Regions from separate parts of the Rattus norvegicus genome. Here all the other regions are linked to region 3. Evidence: chromatin contacts called from public Hi-C data. All regions are on one chromosome and are shown on one strand. Each heading gives the region's core, a stretch centred on a gene start, on an enhancer-like site or on the middle of the called end of the contact. The rest is flanking DNA. Distances are from core to core; before and after follow the strand shown.

Region 1 (3,744 bases), core at 323-2,822, 200 kb after region 3:
GGTAATTTGAAAGGTTGATTGATGGTGGCTCTGGCTCTATCTTTGGGGCCTTCATTATTTGAGGACTAGTAATCACTGTAACATTTTGTCATCCCTGGGCCCCGGTGTTTATCTTTCCAGTCTGTTCTCCTGATGTTATTCAGAGCCTTGGGGCAGTTGGGGTGCGCAGCCTCTGTTTGCATGCTCCCTGTCGTGCTTCCATGGCACCAAGCTGCGCTTCTGAAGCCAGTCAGCACCTTTGCCCACTTCCGGCCCAGCAGTCCGCTTGCTTCCCAGGCTCCTAACCACCTGTTAAAGAGTGGTCTCCTGGAAACTGACGGCGGCTCTGCTTTTTTAAGCTATTCCTCTCAAACAAGTGATGGGGCAAGCAAGGGGGCTTATGAGGGAGGACAGGTGGCAGGTGGTGAGGCGCAAGCAGAACATTTTTGATTCATTCAGGCCTCTTGGAGAGGTCAAATGTCCATGGGGCTGGTGCTTTTTAGTAAGTACAAGAACAAAATGCATTTTAAGAGGAAGATCTAAAATACAGTGACTCTTCACATACTTTAGGATTTTTTATTTTTTTCAAATGGTCATGGTATGTTCTGTGGAAAGGTGGACTGGCAGGGTTGTTTGAGAATTCAGTGGGGAGGCATGTTTGGTGATGTTCCCGTGGGATGAGGGAACCCAGTGGCTGGAGCTGTGGCTGATCTCATCCCTGTGGCTGATGAACACAGCCCAGGTTTAGATACAGAAGTGGGTTCACAGGGCTCTGGCTCTGTAAGAGTTCATTTCTCAGCATGTTGTCTTCAGGTGTGAGAGGAGGAACCCACGGCATGGGATGGGGGTGCCCCTTGGTTACCTCCTCTGCAGAGAAATTCTATTCCAAAGGGTCACTGTGGGCTGGAGAACAGCTAAAGGACCATAACTGTCTATCCCTTGTCTTCCATTTACCAATTCTTACCTAGCCCAGGCTTTGGTACAGCCCTTAGGTCCCTACCTAGAGAAGATGAACCTATACTAAGCCATTTAGACTCAGGATGGTTGGAAATGTAGGACAGATTGATACTTTCTTTAACATGTCTCTGAAAGCTACCTCTATAGGAAGCAAGGAATGGCAGTAATGTGAGTAGTGACTGGGTTATCACAGAGACCTTTGTACAGCGCTGGGCAGAAGACCTTTATAGACAGAGCTGAGCTTGAGGTTTTGATAAGAGAACCAGGAAAATTGGGGGATACTCCCCCACTTTATACTAACAGTTGGCCAAAATTAGGCAGAGCCTTTTGTTGCTGAATCAGGCTGTGTCTGACTTCCCTGCCAAATTGGAGTTTGCTAAATTGAGTTTGAAGGTGCCGTCTCCCTAGCCCTCTTGGCCAGCTGTGAATTGGCAACACTGGAGCAGTTACTTTGTGTTTGTAGCCTCTCTCGCTAGTCAAAAGCTTCTGTTCTGGGTTCTGGAAACAATGTGGGGGATTGTTTAGTTTTGTTAGGTGTTCTGTTTTTAGATTCTACTAACCAAACTATCAGAATGCATTAGGTAAGTTAATAGTTATGACAGAGCAGGTGTCTAAGGCTGACTGTTCAAGGACATGGAGCTGGCAAGTGACAGTGTAGAGTAATGACGTAGGCCACTGACCTGGCTAAAGTGAGTGGGGATCTTAGGCTTCCACCTTTAGGCAATTCAGAAGGGATTTCAGAAGTCTGGAAAGGGCCTCCCGAGTTCTCTGACTGTAGAACCAGAGGTGTTGCTGGTGAGTGGAAGCCTTAGAAGATACCCCTGGGTGCTAGTGCTATGTGCTCTGGGGGTCACATAGCAGAGGCAGTGCTAGTGCCTCTGTAGGCCTCAAGTGGCAGTCCACTGGGGAGGAAGATCTCTATTTAAGTCTCACTGCAGTGTGTGTGTGTGTGTGTGTGTGTGTGTGTGTGTGTGTGTGTGTCAAATTGTGTGTGTGAGTATGTGTGTGACTTTGTGAGTTGTATGTGTGAGCTGTGTGGGTGTGTGATCCTCACTGTTACTGTAATTGGTAAATTTGTAGCTGTCTTCTACCTTCCCCAAACACATTTTCTCCTATAAGTGATGAATTAACTGAAGAAGAGGAAGGATTGTTTTCCACTCCAAAAGGTCACGGGGATTTCTTGTTCCCTTATTGTGAGGGCCAGCATGAAGTCTTATATATACATCTATTTTGTCCTTTGTTCTTCCCGTCCAGGATTTTCTCCTCCTTCCCCCCCATCCCCCCCTCCCTCAGCGTGTCTTCCTCAGGTCCAAAGCACACAGTAGCTTTGGGAATCTGGGAAGGTGGAATCCAGAGGACACATAGGTTAAAATAATGACACACACCCAGCCTTGAAGTGTCACATGGAGTAAACAATGCCTTGCTATAACTTCCTAGTTCTTAACTTAGAATGGAAAAAATTAATAACCTAGCTGACTCCCCTTTCACCAGCTGCCCCTTTGAGGATGGCACAGCCTGTTGAATGTCCCTTCCAGATAAGCTCAAAAACACTCAAAGGGAGTCGCTGGAGTCACAGTCACTCCTGCTCTGTGGGGCTGAGTGAAGAAGGAGTCTCCTTTTCTAACTGAGAAAGGAGAAGTTCTGTGCCTGGTGCCCAAACAAGCAGGGAGGTCAATGGAGTCCGAGGAAGAACACCGCACCACTTCCTGCTGTGACCTTTGTTTTTAAAAGAAATAAGGAAAATGTTGTCTTACCCCACACCACAAACTCATACTTTTTCAGCTTTGAAATTATAGTCCTTAGTGCCCATAGGAACCTAAGGATCTCTTGATCCGCACCAGGAAGAACTAACATTAAATTATTGTTTTACTTGTGGGCAAGAACTGATCGGATAAGCTTCCTCGTTCTTTTAAACAAACATTGCCTACTGGAAAAATTAAGATTTTTGAAGAAATGATTTTACATGTTAATACTATTCATGTTCCTTTACAGATGCCCCCATTTAAAGTACCTTACATAGCATGAATTTATAAAGGGGTTTGGCTCTTAGGAAATGTAGATGCCTCAACCTTACTCTCAATGGCTGGGACGGTACAGGCTGCACACTGCCTTTGTGATGGCTGATAAAACTTTGGAAGGTGTCCAGGGAGGGTTGGCCTATGCCAATATTTCTCTTCTCCCTTTTGGAAAATGTGAGAAGTCTGAGAATAACTGAAGCACGCAGACAGTGAGGCTGGGGGATTCTAACACTGCTCCTCATGAAAGTGTATTTCCTTGAAACTGAACTTGCTTGAAAACGTATAGGGTGATTTCTTTTTTAAAAAATCTGTTTAAGCTGGGCATGGTGGTGCACGCCTTTGATCCTAGCACTTGGGAGGCAGATGCCAGACTAGTTCACATAGCGAGTCCAGGACAGTTAGGGCTTGTTACACAGAGAAATCCTGTCTTGAAAAAGAAAAGTCAGTTTAATCTGGCCACCTATGTGAAGGAGCCCTGAGTCGACATCTATGTTGTGGCTTTACATCATTGTGCTTTCCTGTCAGATATGTAGAGAAATGCGCCCACCTCTGGTCAGAGCCCTCTAGTTTGCTTTTTATTCAGTGCATGTAGCGGCGTCTTTCGTGCATGTGTTAACTCCAGCACAGATCTCCACTCGGAGAGGCACTTGGAGCTGCACTGACTCCATAGCAGAGGGAGAGAATGTTAGGAATGTTGACTGTCCTCCACTCTGCAGATAAGATGAAGAAGATTCAAGTGCCCTGCTCTCAAGGAAAGTCACTTGTCAAGTCACACGGTGTTGAATAGCGT
Region 2 (3,999 bases), core at 1,404-3,903, 220 kb after region 3:
CTTGGGTTTCCTGGCTGGATTGGATAGCAAGAGAAAAAGGGTGGTCATCAAAGTGGCAGTGTGTGGAAGTCTTAAAGTAGAAAAAAATTATAATTTTTTAGATTAAATAGTAGAAAAACTGATTTCCTATTGGGTTTGTGCCCTGACAGAAGCAGCTAATGGGGGAGGGGGTGTTTTAAAAGGAAGACCTTTGTATCTTATTCCCAAAGAGCAGAGTGGCCTTGAGCCCAGTGTGTTCCATGTACTCCCTCCCATCCCTCAGCATGTAAGGGACAGCCTTCCTGTGCCTTCATCAGTTGGGGATCCCGGAAACCCATCTATTTCTGTCTCCAGCTCCAGAATTCTCTGGGGCTGCTGAGGTGATGGTGTGGAGAGAGAGGAGAAGGTGCCTTGGGTCAGGTCTAGCACTCAGAGGGTTTTTCCAACTTAGGTATGATCCAGGCCCTGGGAGGCTTCTTCACTTATTTTGTGATTCTGGCTGAGAACGGTTTCCTGCCCTTTCACCTGTTGGGCATCCGAGAGACCTGGGATGACCGCTGGATCAATGATGTGGAGGACAGCTACGGGCAGCAGTGGGTAAGTAACCGTTTACTGGGGGGATGGAAGCCAGTGCTCCTCCAGCCCTGAGGACCGGCAGCATGGCCACTTGTGCGAGCTGGGGAGGAGCCTGGGCTAAGGTGCCTGCTTCACCTTTCAGACCTACGAGCAGAGGAAGATTGTGGAGTTCACCTGCCACACGGCCTTCTTTGTCAGTATCGTGGTAGTGCAGTGGGCTGACTTGGTCATCTGCAAGACCAGAAGGAATTCTGTCTTCCAGCAGGGAATGAAGTAAGTTGTGAAGGATCTGGTAATTTTACACAAACCCTCAGAATAAATTCAGCACCCGACATCCATGACCTAGTTCCTGGAATCTCCACCGGCCTGCACCCTGAAGGCAGCATCACGTCAGGATACCTGTGAATAGAGCCCAGCGTAAAAGTTTTAAGCCTGAAGGGTAGTTTAGGTTTGGGTTTTCTTGCTTGTTTCTAAGTTCTCCCCGCCACCTGCAGATCTCAAGTCTGTACAAGGATGTTACAATGTCAAAATGCTATCCATGCCAGCCAAGAAGAACGCTCATCCCCCTGCCCCCACCCCCACCCCCATCCTGCCACTCAGATCTCGATGACAGCTCATGCTGCCACCTGACACACAGCACCAGGAAAGAAATCTGCATTTGCAACGTATGAACTTTTGTCTCCCTTGAATTTTAGGAACAAGATCTTAATATTTGGCCTCTTTGAAGAGACAGCTCTTGCTGCTTTCCTGTCCTACTGCCCTGGGATGGGTGCAGCCCTTAGGATGTATCCCCTCAAGTAAGTTGAGCCTCTTACATTCCAAAAGGTGTAGACATAGTCTGTGTGCCTTTTCCCCTCCTGCCGAGTGTGAGTTGCCTGAAGTCCGGGTGGTGTGTGAACTAGTTCCTCTGCACTAGACGACAGGAAAGCCAGGAGAGCCAGGCCTGCCAATAAACCAGACCGGCAAATCTAGACCTTCCAGAGCCAAGGATTTGGCCCAAGGTGAGACTGTACAGGATCTGCTTCCTTGAGATTGCTCAGCGGCAGACTGTTGAGCCCTCAGGTCCTCTGCTGCAAAGTCCAGCTGTCCTTAGAGCCACCTAGAGCTGTTCTGGGACCTAGAGGCCCAGGCCCAAGTCCTGTTTGCTTGCTGTAGTCACATATCACTTCCACCTTTCTGGAGACTCCAAAGGAGTTTGGAGAGGATCTGTGATTCCCTTGACCTCACAGTCAGTTGTGAGGGGAGCTCTGCAGCTTAGAAACTAAATTCCCAATTTGTTCTGTGTTCAGAAGCAGCCCGGCCTTAAACATAGTGAATGAATGACTTTGTGCTTCAGTTTTGTGGCCTCAGTTTTTATACGCAGTGCTCACCACAAAGTCTGGAAGCCAGTGGAAACTTCCACATCCATTTGCTGCTGTCCAGTAAGTGGTTGAGGCTAAGCAGCTACAACTTGATTAAACATGGTGAGCGTCAAAATACAACACTCTTCCAACATAAGATCCTTTGAGAGCATCAGCCTCTTGAGTTCCACCCGGCCCTGACATTGCTCAGACGCATCCGGGCCTTCCCGGCCCCTTGCCAACGTCCATGCACTGATCTCATCTTAGAATCGAAATGCTTTGGCCTCATCAAGTTTACAGTCAGAGTCTATGGCGCAAGGTGGGGCAGGCATCCAGGGTGTGTCTCTCAGCCTGTCCAAGGCCATTGTAGGTCAGTTCACTGTTATCCTCCCTACTTATGTCTTTGGTAAGGATGTTCCCACCCAACCCATCAATCCTGATGGCCCCTTTGGGCTGGAGTCCTTGCAACATCTCTGTTGGCGTTGGCTGTTTCTGCTCTCCAGATAATCTTTATGGCTTTTTCTGGTTACTGCGTCAGGTTCCGTAGTACCCTGCATAGAGTACGGGATGCAGGAAGTGTCCAGGTTGGATTATATTGGCCTGAGCCTTATTGAATGAGAGAGGGACAGAAAGGTCACAGGCTGCCACACAGCCTCTGGGACGTCCCAGTGAGGAAGAGCCGAGCCTCAGGACACTGCCCTTTTCTGGACACTTGACTCTTCTGTGACCTGACTTGCTCCTGGCAGCTTCTCCTCCATTTGATCGGGACTTTGTTCCTGGCTGAGGCTCTGAGGTCACCTTCCCACTGCTGTTCTGGGCACATAGGAAGGGCGGAGACTGCAAAGCTGGCAGGGCCATCCTTCCTCCTTTGTTTATCCAGGAGCCTGTAGTCAAGGAAGCCTGGTGCCTGCAGGAGGCCTCCCGGAGCCTGTCTCTGCTGGGGACCATGTGGCAGCCTCTCCAGGCTCCCCGTCTGAAGACCTTTGTCATCTGTCAGGGCTCAGCTGGTCCTCCCGGATTCCATGGTCAGAGACCATGTTGAGGGTCTGAATTAAGTGGCTTTGACCCACACTGGCAGTGCTTTGTCTGCCGATGCCAAGGCGAGAGACAAATGCGCTTGGGAGCTTCAGTAATTCAGGAAAGGAAGAAAGAAAATGTTCATGCACTCTCAGATCGGCAACAGAAAATAGTGGGTTCAGCCTGACTCGTAGGAAAACTAAGGCGAATAGGCTTCCAGCATACAATGTAGGCTGGCCTCTGACGCTGGGCCTAGCAATGTAGGGAAAGCTGCTTCTATTGGGTTTGGGGAGAATTGTTTGTTTGTTTGTTTAATTTTGTGAATGAATCCATAGTTAAGTGTGCCTGTGGTCAGCTTTCTGATGGTTTTCTGGTCACTTTGGAGAAGATGTACGCCTTCTCTGTCTTCCTTTGACTTGTTTCTTGTGTTGTCTGACTTGGCGCTGATTTAATTTCCAGACCTACTTGGTGGTTCTGTGCCTTCCCCTACTCCCTTCTCATCTTCGTGTATGACGAGGTGCGGAAGCTCATCATCAGGCGACGCCCTGGCGGTAAGTGGGCCAACAGGCAGGCTGGACACCCTCCCATGTCAGGTTACAGATGTGGCTTCCACAGACAGAACTGAACTAAGGTAGAAACGCATCGTGGATTTTAAGACCTTAACAAGTGCAAAGCAAATGTAAAGACACCCTGGACATAAACCAAATAATAACACAGTATTCCTGGAGAGAGTTAATTAGCTCCATCTGAGGTCCAGGGTACACACATGCATATGTGTGAGCGGGCACGCACGTGCGTGCGCGCGCGCGCGCACACACACACACACACACACACACACACACACACACACACACACACACACACGATTATCCTTAGGGAGTCACTGTCCTGGTTTTTCCCAAAAGTGGACTCACTACATATGTCCCTCTCTCTCTCTCTGTCTCTCTCAGGCTGGGTGGAGAAGGAAACCTACTACTAGCCCACTGCCCTGCACGCCGTGGAACATTGTGCCACACACTGCACCTACCCCTACCCCCCCTTTGTGTACTTCAAGTCTTGGAGCTCGGAACTCTACCCTGGTAGGAAA
Region 3 (3,852 bases), core at 1,139-3,638:
TACATTTCATGCTCGTGGGTTTTCAAGCCAACAAATAGACCAGACCAGAGAAAAAGCATTCAAGGTCACCTTGTGGTCACAGATCCTTGGGGGGGGAGGGTCTACATGATTTCCCACCACTCAGTGATAATGTCTAGGTGTCCGAGTCTCCTTCAGGGCACACTCTCATCCAACCCATTCTGGAAATGTTGCCTTTCAACCCAAGTTAATCAGGAGACTCCAGGAACTGCTAGATTTCCCTCTCAAGCAAGCCACAGGCTTTCTTCTCCATCCTTGGAGGAAGCCAGCCCTTGATGAAAGGCTGCAGACCTCCAGGACTCCACACCAGGCCCCAAGGACCAACGCTGCCGCCTACCTGTCTGCCAAGGTCGGTTCTTGGACTTGCTTCATCTTGAGAGCTGGAGGAATCCTATTTCTACATCAAGAATGCATTTAGAAAGGTTTTACATTGAACCCAGCATCTTAGCCCTATCAGAAGTCCTGTGAGAAGGTGCAGCACTGGGAGCTATCCTAATGAACTGCAGTCTGTGATAGCCTAATCCAAGTCAGATGGACCCCCACACCACACACACACACACACACACACACACACACACACACACACACACACACCCCACTTTCTGACTACGGTCCCAAGTTAAAATTCTTCACATATCTAGGCCAAACCATCACCTTGCTGCTCTAGGCTGCTGCAAATCTGGTCTTGTCTCCCATCCCACCAGTCTCCTCCCACCCCCCAGCTCACCCCATGAGCTAGAATTTTTTTTAAATACTTGCATACTGAATCATGTTCTTTCAGGGCTCTACTCCTTCCAGTAGCCTTTCATCAGCTCCTTTAAATTTCTCTACCACGGCCTGCCAGGCCAGCATGGTCTGGCGCCTGCCACCAGTCTCCTGCAAGCTATTTCCCCACACTAGCTCTCTTGCTTTGTTTTGAATATACCAAGTCCACTCCTGCACACCTTGCACCTATTTGTCCCTTGGCTCACAAGCCTTCCACGCCATATGCTGACATGGCTCCGTCTTCCCAGACCAGCTTAACTCTCCGTGAGCTCCCACCACCCTGTTCCCATCCCCATCTGGTTAGCTTGTTTTCCTATTGGAAAATAATTCCACTCAGCTGGGGCTTGTTTCAGTTGTTCGCTACTGTATTCTGCACCCAGAACTATGCCTTGTGCAGAGCAGATGCCTCATGGATGCTTGCTAAATGCAGACTTGGATGGGTGGATGGAAGATGGGTTTTGCAAGCGGCATGCATCTGCTGCATCGGGGCAGGGGAGCTGTGCTCGATCTCAAGTTTCCCGATGCTCAGGAAAGGCTCTTCGTAAAGTAATTTTGAGATGTTGAAAAATCACGATGAGAAAGAAAAAGGCTCCAGAAGCGCCTGCCTCCTCTCTCTGCAGAGTGCAATCAGATACAGCAGACCCGAGATTGCAGGTTGATGGTCCTGCACCGCAGCTCCCTACAGCTGGTGTCTGCTATCCTAACTGGGATCCAAGGTGCACTTCGAGGGCTTTGTGGGCAAAACACGCACTCTCTGCTTGTATACAATGCATGTCAGATAAGCTTTCAGGCTTTCTCCCTTCCTGCCAAGTCTGGGAACAAATAGTAGTGGTCTTGTCAGAAGCCCTCCCTCCCCATTGCTTTGTTTCAGAGTCTAGACCATTCATTTCCTCTCATTCAACAGCTTTGCCTGAGAGGGAATCACTTTCCTTTGCCAGCTTTAGATTTTAAGTCTCAGATTGTAGATCACGACTCTCCTGTCAGGACCCAGCCCACGGTGCTTCGATACAAAGGAATCAGAGATTGCTGCTGAAGTGTCAGGAAACTGTGCTGTAATTGAGAAAATCTCCTCTCTCAAAGACAATCCAATGTTGCTCCGAGTGTAGACTGAAGCCTTTTCCTCCCCATTGGAGGGGGATGGGAATATTCTGCGGGGCAGTCAATATTAGTGCGCCCAACAAAACCTAACCTGTGGTTTCGGGCCCAAGAGGCAACCACGGACGGGGAACTCGATTAGTGAATCATGGGACCAAAGGGTTCTGGGCTCCTTTCTTTTGTACCCAAGCCCATAGTCTTCTCTTATTTTACTCTTTCCTCTTTTACCTCCTTCTAGAAATATTCTTCTTTTGTTCCCGTGGTGACGGTAGTCTGACCTTGGCTCTCTCTGTGTAGAATCCATATATGTGAAGCCTGTCCTTTGTGATCAGGACACGTGTTCCAAACGGGGATGTGACCAGGACACGTGTTCCAAACAGAGTAAGGATCTCCAGCAGAAGATGCGCAGGGCAGGCTTAGCGATTACTGCTGGCTGATCGAGACCTGCTGTTTGGCTGTGGCAGCCCTGCCTGTGCTGCGCCGTGGAAGCGTCAGGGGGCGCTCGCGGCTCCTCTCTGGTTGTCTGTTGACACCAGCAGTGGTAGGTGGTAGAAGTATAGAGCAGCTCACCACAATGTGGACCTCACCCACGCAAACAGGCTCTCCTGACCCACAGGCTCTCCATAAGGCTGACAAAGGGGAGTGTTGATTGCATGGGGACAGTTACAGTACAGTCCACCCTGGATACACAGTGGAAAGTACAAGAGTCCCTCACCCCACTCCGCATGCGAAGAACAGATGGGTAGAGGGTGAGAATGTTCCAGAAAAGAACGGTCGGGCCCCTAAGATTGACGGATACGTGTTCTGTAAATTTCCGGTTCTTTGTGCTCTGTGCTTTATCTCGTTTGATTCCTTCAACCATCCTTTGAACTAGGGTAGGCATTATCAATTTACTCATAAACATTTGAAAAAAAAATCACAGACAAAAATAATCCAAGGTCACAGGCTGCGCATGCGTATATGTCATTACTAGTCATTCACTGTGCAGGTGACGGAGAGGCACGTGGAGAAGCCGACCAGGATGGCTTTCCAAGTGGAAACCTCCCCGTTCCTGGTCTGGTCTGAGGGTAGGGAGTGGGGCAGGTGCCTGTCCTTGCTTGACCCGCCCTGTCAGCAGCAGCAGGTCCTCACAGAAGGCAGATGGGCAGAGATCTTGAAGTGACAGGGGAGGAAGACTTCTTAGGATTTGCCCCGGACTGAAATTTTCAGGTCGCACCTTTGAACCCTGTAAAGTCCTCAAAGCCTTCTGTTGCAGAAGCTAATCATTCACGCACTCTCTCCACGGGCCTGGTGACCTTTGCAACGGAGTTAGCGTTTGTTTGCTTTTCTTAAAAGGCCTGTAATTTATGATCCGCACAATGCCCTTTCAGCCGGGAAGAAAGGAATTTGAGGGTCCAGAAAGACTTGGTTTTCTTCCAGCCCTTCACCTCCAGAACCATATTTCCTCCATAACAGTGTATAACATTGAGACTGGGAGGAAGCGGGGAGGCAATTGATCTTCTGTAGTGTCTCATGGAGATCCAGGGAAACAAAAACAAACCAAAACCAGCAACAATAAAGTCCGATCTATCACCATCAGGTACAGAAGAGGAAGATCATATTTTCGGGGCACAACTTGTTTACCAGTTGTGCACATGGAGAGGTGCGTGTATTGGGGAGCTTTCTGTTAAAACAGGTCTGACAAAAGCATTGAAATTCATATCACTGGAAATTCAAAGGCCTCTTCTAAGAACCACAGGAGACAAAATGTCTACCTGATCCAGCAAGTTGTAGGACTCCTGTGTGTTTCTCTACCCGACTCCCTACCTCCTTGACACACCCTTAACACCCTCCTTCCCTTAGAGGGTTCTAATGCCCTTTGTCCTTAGTGAAGGAAGGAGTCTCCAAGTCCCTTGCTAGGCCAGCATTCTGCAGATTGGAATTCTTCAGGACGCCTAAAACAGTACCCTAGCTGGGAGCAGAGGTGCACACCAT

The links. A called contact is a pair of places that touch in the nucleus more often than the background predicts.
Region 1: a contact with region 3 is called in a Hi-C map of liver, with 6 times the contacts expected there. The contact joins two enhancer-like sites. A contact is called at or near these places in 10 of 12 Hi-C or Micro-C datasets (the A7r5 cell line, the Rat2 cell line, Schwann cells and 5 more).
Region 2: a contact with region 3 is called in a Hi-C map of liver, with 4 times the contacts expected there. The contact joins two enhancer-like sites. A contact is called at or near these places in 5 of 12 Hi-C or Micro-C datasets (the A7r5 cell line, the Rat2 cell line, kidney and 2 more).

The regions. Positions count from the first base shown.
Region 1 is chr2:191,729,134-191,732,877 of GRCr8, reverse strand. The region is part of intron 1 of Atp1a1 (ATPase Na+/K+ transporting subunit alpha 1); the gene reads left to right. Among named protein-coding and RNA genes, the nearest start is that of Atp1a1, 6.4 kb to the left of the region's middle. Within about 2 kb of position 1,572, at least 21 of the 93 cell types and tissues checked have an H3K27ac peak or open chromatin away from gene starts, as enhancers often do. A contact at or near this core is called in liver, where this site is marked.
Region 2 is chr2:191,709,530-191,713,528 of GRCr8, reverse strand. It overlaps Atp1a1 (ATPase Na+/K+ transporting subunit alpha 1), which reads left to right. Exons shown (of 23, transcript NM_012504.1): 19 at 431-576; 20 at 698-828; 21 at 1,251-1,352; 22 at 3,372-3,463; 23 at 3,863-3,999. The coding sequence ends at 3,891. Among named protein-coding and RNA genes, the nearest start is that of Atp1a1, 26 kb to the left of the region's middle. Within about 2 kb of position 2,653, at least 42 of the 93 cell types and tissues checked have an H3K27ac peak or open chromatin away from gene starts, as enhancers often do. A contact at or near this core is called in kidney and liver, where this site is marked.
Region 3 is chr2:191,928,852-191,932,703 of GRCr8, reverse strand. No RefSeq gene overlaps it. Among named protein-coding and RNA genes, the nearest start is that of Mab21l3, 29 kb to the left of the region's middle. Within about 2 kb of position 2,388, at least 14 of the 93 cell types and tissues checked have an H3K27ac peak or open chromatin away from gene starts, as enhancers often do. A contact at or near this core is called in kidney and liver, where this site is marked.